Regions from separate parts of the Mus musculus genome. Here region 2 is linked to region 1. The links are chromatin contacts, called in public promoter capture Hi-C maps. All regions are on one chromosome and are shown on one strand. The core of a region is the stretch at or near the end of the contact, and the rest is flanking DNA. Distances in the headings are between cores, read along the strand shown.

What was found. Promoter capture Hi-C pulls out the DNA fragments that hold promoters and counts their contacts.
Region 2: a contact with region 1 is called in a promoter capture Hi-C map of liver. The contact joins two enhancer-like sites. A contact is called at or near these places in 2 of 39 promoter capture datasets (embryonic stem cells and liver), 2 of 15 datasets of contacts at CTCF or cohesin (both in the NIH/3T3 cell line), 28 of 484 Hi-C or Micro-C datasets (the C2C12 cell line, CD8 T cells, the CH12 cell line and 16 more) and 4 of 115 datasets of contacts at active chromatin or transcription factors (embryonic stem cells, epiblast stem cells and kidney).

The regions. Positions count from the first base shown.
Region 1 is chr3:121,796,793-121,799,905 of GRCm38.p6, forward strand. All of the region lies in intron 1 of Abcd3 (ATP-binding cassette, sub-family D (ALD), member 3), which reads right to left. Among named protein-coding and RNA genes, the nearest start is that of Abcd3, 17 kb to the right of the region's middle. Within about 2 kb of position 1,414, at least 7 of the 459 cell types and tissues checked have an H3K27ac peak or open chromatin away from gene starts, as enhancers often do. A contact at or near this core is called in liver, where this site is marked.
Region 2 is chr3:121,878,903-121,882,015 of GRCm38.p6, forward strand. No RefSeq gene overlaps it. Among named protein-coding and RNA genes, the nearest start is that of Gm34050, 23 kb to the right of the region's middle. Within about 2 kb of position 1,644, at least 8 of the 459 cell types and tissues checked have an H3K27ac peak or open chromatin away from gene starts, as enhancers often do. A contact at or near this core is called in liver, where this site is marked.

The DNA.
Region 1 (3,113 bases), core at 164-2,663:
TAAAGAAATAAATCTTTAAAAGAAAAAACAAAACAAAAAAAAGAACAGTTCCTATGTCTCTTTACAGGCTGGGTGTTTGCTTATGAAACACTTGGGCCCAGAAGTGTTTCAGATTTCATAGTTCTTCAACATTGGAATATCTGCTACATACATTTTACCAGATGTAAAAACCCAGGGTGCTCAAAGGTTTCATTATGTCAGATAATTTCAGGGCAGACATGTTTCATTTGTACTAAGTATTGTTTAGAGAAATGACTCATTGAATGTTAGGTTACTAGTATTATGAACAGTTGGTGGTGTGTGTGTGCACGCATGCGCGTGTGTTAACTCCCACATATCATGCATACTTTTTTCTGTAAGTCTTCCCACAGAATGGTGAAAATCTACCTGTCCATTCTTGAATCAAAGCTTGGCCACATAACTGCTAGCCAGTGGGATTTTAACAAGGCAACACAGAGCTGCATGTTGGGAGTAGGAGGCAGGACCCAAGTGCTGAGGTTTGGTCTTTTACTGTATATTATAATCTCATCCCCAAGATGAGAGTCTGCAGTAGACCTAAGTGAGCTATGTGACCTTGCTCCCAAGTTATTTCTGATTGGTAGGTAAAGATGCTGTCAGCCAATAGCTAGGCAGAAGAGACACAGGTGTGTGTATGGGGGGGGGGGGTCATTGTTTTCAGTTTCCCAGGCTTGGGAGTCAAAAGAGAACCAAGAGGGGAAAAAGGTGGAGGAGGAAGAGAAAGTTGCCACGGGTTAGGTGAGTCATGAAAACATGGCCCTGAGGGCTGGCCAACTGGAGTTAAAAGCAGCCCAGATGAAACAGGGTTAAGTAATAACTCGAGGTTATTGATAGGAAAGTAGATTCTAATAGCACAGAGGTTAGACATCTGCCCAGCCTTTGTGCTGTTTAAGGCTTACAGTAAATATAAAAGTTGTCTGTGTCCTTTATCTGGGAATTGAATGATAGAGGTGGGGTAAAACTCTGGACTGGGACTAAAAATCTCTACTACACTCAAGAAGCAGTTTATTTTGTCTCAGTTTCAGAGGCTGCAGTCCACCCTGACAGCAGAGCAGCATGCACCATGAAGAGCATGAGAGGGTGAAGCGGCAAGCTGCCTTCTGTCCCTTTACCCCAGTGTGGCAGGTCCACCCAATTAGTGAATCTCCTCTAGAATGTCCTCACAGACAGTCCTGCATCTGGATTTGGAGTGTTTCTCGACCAGTCATGCTGACAACTCAGAGTAGCCATCACACCAGGAAAAGCTTTTACTGTGTCCTCTCACCCGCTCAGCATCTGTACCCCTCTATCACATGAGTAACCAACTCTAAGCTAAAGGAGCTGGCTGTGTCTGTCATCTGCACGTTACAGGTGAGGAAAGCGGTCTGCAAGCAGCAGCTCAGGCTGGTGATCTGATTCCTCGTCCCTGCTCCCGCTCTCCCCAGCGCCATCAGCCTGGCTGACGCCCTGTCTGTAACTCACTATCCTGTACTCCTTCAACAAAACACTAACCACATTCTAAATTCCTGTTTGTGAATTTCCTCCCAGTACAGAGGTCTGACGAGGTGAGCAGTGGGTGCAGATTGGTTTCTCTCAAGTTAAAAGTGCAGCATACTTGGAATATGGACTCTGCATCCATGAACAGAAGGGGGAAAGCAAGTTTAGGCAGCACTCAACCAGATCTAACACTCAGCTAATCAGATAGATGTCCTGTGGTGGTTTAAATGACAACCATTCCCTACAGTTTTGGACATTGGAACACTTGTTCAAAGTTGTCTTGGTTAAGATGTTTTATCACAGCAGTAGAGAAAAAGCTAAGCTAGGTTCTAAGTAAGTATTGTAAAGAATGCTGTGTGATGAACTGAAATGTCTTTATACTTCTGCATTGCTCACTTATCCAAATGTATGCTGCTCTTGTGAACTCATGACCTGGGGATTCATGTGTCTGAAGCAGACTCTAAACATAGGCTGCACGCACATTGCTCGGAGGAAGGCAGTAAGACTCTCTTAAAAGGGGCATCTTTGTTGCGCGTCTCCAAGTCATGTATACGCAGGGGCCATGTACACGCAATCCTCTTCTGTCAATGCCTCACTGGGCTCAATCAATCTGTACATTTCATTTTCAGCATAAAGACAAACAAGACCAAGCAAAGCTACAAAGACAAACCTAACTCCAAGTCAAAGAATGGTTTTTAAGGGTTTGGTTGGTTGGTTGGTTTGTTTCAAGACAAGGTTTCTTTGTGTAGCCCTAGCTGTCCTAGAATTCCCTCTTAGACCAGGTTGGCCTCAAACTCACAGAAATCTGCCTGCCTCTACCTTTTAAGTGCTGTTATTAAAGGTGTGCGCCACCACCACCCAGATGTTTCATTTTTAAAAGTGCTCATGTTGGGGCTGGAGAGGTAGATCAGAAGTTAAGAGCACTGGCTACTCTTGCAGAAAGACCCAGGTTCAGTTCCCAATACCCACATGAAGGCTCAAAACTGAAACTCCAGTTCCAGGGGATCTGGTGCCCTTCTGACCTTCATGGGGACAAGGCACACATGCAGTACACTTAGAAACATTCAGGCAAGCCAGGCGTGGTGTGGTGGCGCACGCCTTTAATCCCAGCACTCCAGAGGCAGAGGCAGGCAGATTTCTGAGTTCAAGGTCAGCCTGGTCTACAAAGTAGGTTCCAGGACAGCCAGGGCTATACAGAGAAACCCTGTCTCAAAAAACCAAAAAAAAAAAGAAAAAAAAGAAAAGAAACATTCAGGCAAAACATTTATAAAATATAAAATGTAAAAACACTTCTAAAATAAAAATACATAAATCTTTTAAAAACAGTACTTAGTGTTATTGTTCATAATTTAAGTGTGTATATTATAGGATTGTTTAAAACACATTACAAACTATAGGACTGTTACAAAGCAGAAGTGATATCAGAATGAGAGAAAATATTTGCAACCATTCATTTAGCAATAAGTTGGCATTCAAAACAAAGATTGTTTTAAAAAGGCAAGCAAACAAATAATCCAAAAATTATCAACAGTCAATATTCAAAAGGCATATAAGTAGCTAATGGATACATCAAAACATGTCCAACTTTATTTATCAACAAAATGCAAATAAAACTACAC
Region 2 (3,113 bases), core at 394-2,893, 82 kb after region 1:
CATGGTTTTTCAAGCATCTTTACATTCCATAAGTTCATAGCAACTTCAAGACAATAGTTCATGTCATAAAATGACGAAAAGTTACAGCAGAGATGTTTACATGTCTTTCCATTAAGACTGATATCTGACTGAACATTCATTATCTATCTTCTAGACTCGTGATTTCATTATAAGTTCAAAGCAATAATTTTTATGTCACAAGTCAGCATGATGTTGTCAATAGACAAATCATCTGCCTTGTGTCTCATTAGATTTGAAGCTTTGTATAGATAAACCAGTAAATATTTTATTTTCTGTCCTTTCACCTACAATAAATTGTCCATTCCCAGTTTATGACCTATAGTTACCAGATAATGGTCTCATAGCTAACCTAGAAGGAACGTTTTTCCTGATAGTCAATTGGTTCCAAGCCTGCTTTCTTATCCTAGTGCAAGTAGCCTGGAACACATGAAGATTTACAGAGCCCAATCTGCAGCTTTTAGAGGGCTCGAAATTACTTGTATAAATTTAGGAATTTTATAAAATCATTTTTTAGGAATTATGAAATCATCAATTTGTCTACACAGCATTACTACATGAAAGTACATCTTCGTGTTAATCTGAAGAAAATTTTCCCAATAGGGTGGACTAATCCCCAGAAATCATTAGACTGTGTAATAGTGACAGGAAAAGGCATATCAGCAGCAAGAAGCAATCCTGGGATGAAGTCTCTTGGGACCTTGCCTCAGCGCTCACCCTCTGCAGGCTATGCAAAACACTGGGCCATCTCCAGAAAAGTCACTTGCATGTCTTCAACCTTTCCTTCTGACAACAGCCTTTTACAGGGCTATAGATCTACAGTTGACTAACATAGCCTTTTCAGGATAGTAGATCTACTGTTGACTAAGGCTGTAATTTCATGGGAAAAGCTGATGTGGGGTGGGGGAGCTGGAGTGGACATCCTCTCTTCCTGTTAGAATAGTAAGATCAAGCATTTAGACTTTGAATCAATAAAAATAAAAGCCATAAAAACTATGGTAAGGCTCCGCATTGACCCTAGACCTTTCAAGCCTTCCTTCTGGAAGGTTCTCGTCTCTTTTTGAGTAGAAATATGATGATTTGAGGATGAAGCCCAAGCTGACTGCAATTTTACTGCAATTTCTGACTTTGTTCTTTGTGAATGTGTTTCCGTTTTATATTTTAGGTAAAAGGGTTGGCATCTAAACCAGACAACAGACGTTTGTATTGTACCAACTCTTATTTAAATTCAAGTATCGGCCAGCCTCCTTCAAACCTACAAAACCCCATGTTTCATGAAAACATTGTTCCATGAAGGTCTAATCTCATTTTCTTCATGAGTCTAAGCCCTCTCCCTTTTCTTCATTATCCCCTCCAATAAGGCTCTCCGTCCTTCATCTCTTCACCCCTCTGTAAAGTACTCGGTGGTCCTCTATAAGTATTTGGTGAATTAATTTACTTCTTCAAGAATGAACAAATACTATAATACGTGACTGACCTTAAAACATTACCAGGACAGAGCAGCACCCTAAGGACAGATTGTCAGTGAAACCCTCTAGATTGCACAAGAGAAAATCTAGCCTTGTGCTTACCCTAAACAAGCTCACCAAAGAGTCCAAAGTTCTAATGATCCGGGAGGATCAGGAGGATGTTCGCGCTGTGATCAGGGCTGTGGTGGTATTTGAGTGTGGAGCGCTTGGCTCACCTTTGCCCTAGTCTTCAGGCAGATTTTTTTTCTATTCACATGGTACCTGCAGTCACATGCCTTCACCAGGGTCTGCTTTCTCAGCTTCCGAGCCTTATAAGTCGTATTAGGTTTCAGAGTCTTACAAGATCCCCTCCTCGGCTTAGGTAATGTTTCAATGTGGAGGAAATAGCTACAAGATTTATCCTCCATCACTCATTCAGGTGATGTTTAGTGAGCGTCAACAGTGTGCCAGGCATCTTCCAGGCCCTGGGAAAACAGCACAGAATGAAATAAGCAAAATCCTCCCACTCGTGGACCTAAAATACAGACACAGAACTGCCAAGTAGGGTCAGCCACTGGCAATGATAACAACTTCTTAGTCTCTGAAATGTTGCCGACCTCTCAGAATCAGTAATCCTGGTTCAATCTCTGGCACAGTGCATGGGCATTCACACACACACACACACACACACACACACACACACACACACACACAGATACAGACAGACACACGCATACACAACACACCTCCAGATACACATACACTCACACCGTTACACACACACACAAACACACATGAATACCTTCACACGCATACACATACCACACATTCTCACTCTCAGACACACACACACACACCACACACCACACACACCACACATCACTGCACATGCACGCACACACGCGCGCGCGCGCACCACACACATACGCACAGAATGTGGCAATGATTATGAGCAGGGAAAAAAATGGAGCCAAGAAAATGAAGCCTGCGGGATGGAAACTAAGTAAGGCCTAAGGACCTAAGAAGGAGGTACATTTCAGATCCAAGAACATGGAAGAGAGTGAGAGACCATGAGAAGTGAGAGCTGAGCCTGTGGGTCTAAGAAACGGTGGAAGAGACAGAAGCTAGAGGAGAAAACAAATGAGGTCTCCTCAGGGCAGGCCCTGATCTTTAAGCTTCAGCCACACTTCTTTCACAATGTTACTGTTGCCTCCTGTTCCACCTCTTCCTGTCACAGAGCTTATCTCATATGAGAGGCTGGAGATGGCAGAGGTTTTCCTCAGTACCTGATTCTGAAAGATGAAGTAGTGCCTTATGGGTAGACAGGATGGCTAGGAGGACTATGGACAAGAGTTGCCAAAAGGCTCTCTCTAGATTCTGGAGTGGCATAGACTGCCTGAATAGTGGTCAAGGTAATGGAGAAAGAAATGAGGGCTGGATAGGACAGAGAAGATAGAGATAGAATTGATGTTGGGCAGAGCTGCAGAGCCGAAGCATGTGAGCATGCTCAGGTGGCTGTGTGTGACAGTGCTGAGGTGGTGGCTGTGTGTGACAGTGCTGAGGTGGTGGCTGTGTGTGACAGTGCTGAGGTGGTGGCTGTGTGTGACAGTGCTGAGGTGGCTGTGTGTGATGCTGCTGAGGTGGCTG